2 separate regions of the Ovis aries genome follow, and region 2 is linked to region 1. A link is a contact called in public Hi-C data. All regions are on one chromosome and are shown on one strand. The core of a region is the stretch at or near the end of the contact, and the rest is flanking DNA. Distances in the headings are between cores, read along the strand shown. Region 1 holds the start of TUFT1 (tuftelin 1). Region 2 holds the start of RORC (RAR related orphan receptor C).

Region 1 (2,741 bases), core at 98-2,597:
TGATAGACACAGCCTGGACAGAAACTGAGAGGGGACTGTGAGGCGAATTAAGCGATGATTTATACCCTAAACTTGAAATGACCAACTGTTCTACAAATACACTTTGAAAAGCCATAATCCAGGTGCAGATGGATTAGCTCTATCTCAAGAGCATGCTGAGACAGGAAGACAGAATGGAATCAGAGTGCAGTGGGGGAAAGGGAGGGATACAAACTCCCTGTCACCTTGGCTCCCGTTTCATTCTCCTCCAGAATAGCTCGAAAACTGATGAAATAGTACACGTTCATTCTGGGTTAGGTTTCCCAGCAGAGCCACAAGCTACCCTCCTCTGAGGGTATGAGGAAAAATCATACGGTCTGCTGTGGTGGGGAGGAGACCAAGGGAGTGAGGGGAGCTGGGCAGATCGCTTAGCACTGGAGCAGATGGGAAGGGCTCCTCGCTCCCCTACTCTCACTCCACCTAGAAGCTCGTGCAGGTCACTTCCCTCCCCTTCTCAGCCCAGGTTCTGGCATCCTTTCCATCCGCTTGCTCCGTGCTTGGAGACGGAAGCAAAACCAACCAAAAGTCCCAGGAAGCTATCGGCTGACCGATGGGAGGAGGGGAGCAAGAAAAGCGGCATGGGAAAGAGCAGAAATCATAGCAGAGAGGCGACCCCAAGCAGACAGCCTCCTAGCGAAAGGTAAGAGTCCTTGGCCAATCTCGGCGTACTTGGAGTTCTACCACCCCCACCCTCCAGTCCGAGCCCTAGAATTTCACTTTGTATCCTTTGTCTTGCTACTGCTCGCCCAAAGCACTACGAAGTTCTTTGAAGAGCCCCTGAAGTCACCAGAACCCACAGAAAAGCCTAATCCCCCTCGATAGGAACCAAAGTCCAAAAGAGCACAGGGATCCCGTCCCTGGAGCTCATTCTACTACGACACAACCTAACAGCCCATAGGACCCCTCAGCAGCGCGCACCGGCGACCAGCGCCGAGTCCCGGGCAGGAGCCGCAGTGTCCTCCCAAAGGGCAGGGAAGCCCCGTGTCCTCGAGCCTCAGAAGAGTCTTTATCCTGCTGACCCCACTGCCCGCCGCGAAGTGGTAGAAGAAAGAGAAGAGCCGCGAGGAGCTGACCACACCGAGCGCGGCATCAGGTGATGTCAGCGAACTCCTCGCGGGGGACTGGAAAGGAAGAATTCGAAAACGAGAATACCAAGCTAGGTAGGCGGCGCGAACACTTTTACTTACCGCGGTCTGCCCCTCCGGATGCACGTCCACCAATGTACACCAGTTACGCGTCCCGTTCATCTTCTCCTGCGGGGGTCGCAGCACAAAGCCCAACCCTCTGCCCTGCAGTTCGGCTCCTACTAAGCGGGCGCGCGCCGAACCGCCCCACCTTGTATATCGCGTCAGGGGCGGGGGCAAGAAAGGACACGCCCCTAAGACTCCATTGGTCAACGAGTGGGCGAAAGGGTGCAATAGGTGTGGTCTAGCTGCATCAGGACACGCCCATCTGAGCTCGCCCTGATTTACGTAGAGGTGGGGCTTATAGGTTGGGAGCAACTTATTTGCTTAACTGAAGTTTAGTATAGCATTTTATGCCTATATGAAGACATGGCAACCCACTGCAGTATTCTTGCTTGAAAAATCCCATGGACAGAGGAGCCTGACGGGTTACAGTCCAGAGTGTCGCAAAGAGTAGGACACATATGTGTGTATGGCTGTACCTCAAACATTAGTCTTGCCTTCACCTTTCAATTCTAAGACCAGTGTTTGTAAGATAGAATCACCCCGCCAGCCCCTAGCGGATGAGGATTTGAAAAATCTTCCATACATTCTCCTGTTCCTACATATAGGCCAGCCTGTAGGGTTTGTGGAGCTGAGCAAACCTTACAGACTTCCAGGACCAGCTCACTCAGACTGGCCTAAGCCAGTCTGGCAAGTGCCCTTCCCTGGCAGGAAGCCCAGGCCAAAGTCAATGCCAGCTTGCCTATGGGTGGGGCTTGTTTGGCAGAAGCTATTATATCGAAGCTGCCCTTATATAGAAGGGAGAGGCGGGACACATTGCCTTAAAAGGAATTTGTACTCTTGGGAAGGGATAAATCTCAATGTCTCCAGTGGCATTTGCTCCCTAAGCCCAGGTTAGCATGTTAAGGGCCCATAAGAGAGGTTGGTCAAGCAGGACCTTGGAGCTTCTTCCAGCCCAACCGCTCTTGGCAGGTGGCTTCTCAGTGGGGCTATGATCTTCATGGACATCAGACAGGAGGAGGTCTGACCCATTCTTGAGTGGGCAGAACTTCTGAATCTGGCAATAGACTTTGGTGAACACCTCACCCCATCTTCAAGGGAACACAAGGGCAGGGATGACAGAAACTTCCCAGGTAGGAACTGGGTCACATGCAATGTAGGAATGGATGGTATCTTTGCACCTGGAAGGCAAATATTTAGGGTATCCTTATGCTCCATAGGAATAAAACTCAGTTCTAACCTGTCTTCTCTAATTCTCAAAGAAGGCATTTACTGGTCTTGCTATTCCCAAGAATGGAGCTGCTATAAACTTATAGTCTCCCTAGATCCCATCTGATCTGTTGTAAAAGACCTTTAAAAGTGAGGTAAGAAAACTCCAGTTTCAGCCTCTAAGTTGCAGAGTAAGATGGTTTCTCCATATAATTTGGACCTCCAAATAAATCAGGAAAATGAATGAGAAGACAAGTCAAGGATTTCAGTATAGATATATAATTTTTATTTAATTTAAAATAAAAA
Region 2 (2,741 bases), core at 105-2,604, 300 kb before region 1:
CACAAGTGGAGGATGGCAAGATGGGAGGGCAGGCCGGGGAGGGGACAGCTACCCGCCTCTCCACGCCAGGTGCCACGTGCACCACGTCGGGGGGAGTGGGCTGCAGTCACGAGGCTGAGGCGTGTCTGGCTCCTGCTCTGCTGTTTACCAGCTGGGAGTGAGAGCAGGAGGAGGTGCCAGGGAGCCTCCCCACTGCAGCCTGGCCGCTGGCCAGCCAGCCTGTTGGGTAACCAGGAGAGCCAGGCCCAGCTAATCAAACTCTGGGCTGAGGCTGTGCAGGAGATCAGTGGCACCCAGGATCCTCAGAAGCTGTATCCTGTGGCCTCCCCAGAGCCCTTCCTCCGTGGGGGCTGCCAGACTGGGGCGGGGTGGGGGGGGGGGAGAATCTCCTTCCTGCAACTACTGCATGAAGCATGTCTCCTCTACACTCCTCTCCCATTGCTCCTCTGCCTCGGCACACACCTCCAGGCCTGCCCTCAGCACCCAGCAGACCAGGAGGCTGTGAAGGCATCAGGGAGCTGGGGAGTTCTAGGGAAGGTCAGCAAAGTGCAGACGCTAAGTAGGCAGAGGCCTCAAGGAAACCAAGAACTGCTGGGATGAACCCGACCTCACCCTGTAGAAGAGGCACCATCCACCAAATATGCCACCCCATCTTCATCTCTCCCCTCCCCACCTCCCCTTCACCAGTCACCTGTCTTGGTGGCTCAGTGGTAAAGAATCCACCTGCTAATGCAGGAGACACAGGTTGGATCCCTGGGTTAGGAAGATCCCCTGGAGGAGGAAATGGCAATCCACTCCAGTATTCTTCCCAAGAAAATCCCAGTGACAGTGGAGCCTGGCAAGCTGCAGTCCGTGGGGCTGCAAAAAGTCAGACACGACTGAGTGACTGAGCACACATGTCTTGGTCAAATAGAAAGCGCATGATTCTAGAGTCACAAAGACCTGGGTTCAAATCACAGCTCAACCACTTACTGTCCTTGTACAATCCCTGGGCAAGTTGTGACTATCTTCGAGCATCCGCTAGCTTTGAGCATCACATAGGTATCTGAAGCAACTATGCTTGCTCCATGGTGGACATTGGGAGGATTGGAGAAAATCATGGATTTACAGAAAGTGACTGGCAAAGGACCCAGCACACAGTAGGTGATGCAGAAAGGCCAGTGCCCTTCCCGTCACCTGTCCTGTCTCTCCTCAAGGCCCCAGACTCTGTTCCTCCCATCTCTCCCTGTGTCCCCTCCTGATGCCGGGACGCTCTGCCAGCCACTCCTTTCCCCTGCCTGCTGTCGGGCCAGGTGCTCCCTCCTCCTCCCTCTTCCCTCCCCTGGGCCCTGCTCCCTGCCCTCCTGGGCAGTCAGGGCAGCAAGGACGGCACCAAGGGAGTTGCCCCATGGACAGGGCCCCACAGAGACACCACCGAGCCTCGCAGGGTAAGAGGCCCTGCAGCCTTACAGGCAGGTGGAAGGGGCTCCCAGGAGGTGCAGAGGAGAGATGGGAAGGGGCTGGTCGGGACGTGAGAGGGTTGGGGCAAGAGAAGAGAGAAGGAGAGAAAGATGAGTTAGCAGGGGAGGGTAGGCCGGTGAGACAGAACAGGTCTTGATAGAGACTGAAGGAGACACGGGAGGAAGGGCTAAGGGGCCAGACAGAGGAGAGAAAGAGGAGGAGGGAGAAGCAGGAAGCACGTGGAGGGGAAAGAAAGGCAGCCGTGAAGAAGGAAGAGACAGGTGGGCTGGGGGAGGAGAGGAGAAGAGAAGAGAGTCAGGGAAGCTGGAGGGAGGAAGGGCCAGCATGTGGGCAGGGTCTGGTTTCAAGTGAGAGCGCCCCCTGGGAGGAGGGGCGGACACTGCTCATCTGGCTGGGACCCCGGGCAGCAGTGAGAGGCCGACCACTCCACCTTCTGTTCATTCAGCGACGGAGGAAGCCGTCCTGCCTCTAAAGATGACAAAGGTCAGGGGAGCAAGCAATAGAACCCTGTCCGCTGCCCACGCCCACCCCCAGCACTTTGCTCCCCACTGGCTCAGGGTTGGGGGTGGAGGACGCGGTTTCATTTCTGCAGAAAATGTGGGACGCTCGGCCAGGGGTAGCGGGGCGGGGGGGCCAGGGGGTGTGGAGAGTCAGGCAGTCCTTGGCCCCACGGAGGGTCTAACTCAAACCGCTCAGCGGGATCCCATGGCCACATGCTCAGTCAGGTGTGAGCCCTGAGGCAAAAAGTGGTGGGGCCACCTGGTGGAGGGAGAACTCCACTGCCGGGGCAAGCAAGGGGAGCTCCCCCACCCCAGGCCTGCTGTGAGGTTCAAGGCTAGAGGCTAGGGAAGAGGGTGCCACGTCAGGGAGGAAGCTGGGTGGGGCCAGGCAAGATTGGCGGCCAGAGGGAGGGGCCGGATGGAGCCACTCCCTCTCCGCGCAGTCCTCCCCCCACCCCACCCCAGCTGAGCCCAGACCTTCAAGTCCATCACTCCCACCCAGTCCAGCGGAGGAACTGGCGTGTAGGGGGCACCTCCTGGGCAGAGCGACAGTGTGTGAGCATTGGACAAGTGCTGTGCTTAGTCGCTCGGTGGTGTCCGACTCTTTGCGACCCCATAAACTGTAGCCCGCCAGGCTCCTCTTCCATGGGGACTCTCCAGGCAAGAACACTAGAGGGGGTAGCCGTTCCCTCCTCCAGGGGATCTTCCCAACCCAGGTATCCAACCCAGGTCTCTGGCATTGCAGGTCTCCTGGATTCTTTCCCATCTGAGTCACCAGGG

The links. Hi-C and Micro-C count contacts between places; a contact is called where the count stands out from the background.
Region 2: a Hi-C map of liver shows a contact between it and region 1, with 3 times the contacts expected there. The contact joins the promoter of RORC here to the promoter of TUFT1 in region 1. A contact is called at or near these places in 5 of 16 Hi-C or Micro-C datasets (hypothalamus, liver, mixed tissues and 2 more).

The regions. Positions count from the first base shown.
Region 1 is chr1:101,463,089-101,465,829 of ARS-UI_Ramb_v3.0, reverse strand. TUFT1 (tuftelin 1) reads right to left here and starts at 1,347. Exons shown (of 11, transcript XM_027974915.2): 1 at 1,227-1,347. The coding sequence starts at 1,286. It overlaps CGN (cingulin), which reads right to left. Exons shown (of 21, transcript XM_060414234.1): 21 at 2,699-2,741.
Region 2 is chr1:101,758,545-101,761,285 of ARS-UI_Ramb_v3.0, reverse strand. RORC (RAR related orphan receptor C) reads left to right here and starts at 1,354. Exons shown (of 12, transcript XM_060414295.1): 1 at 1,354-1,427.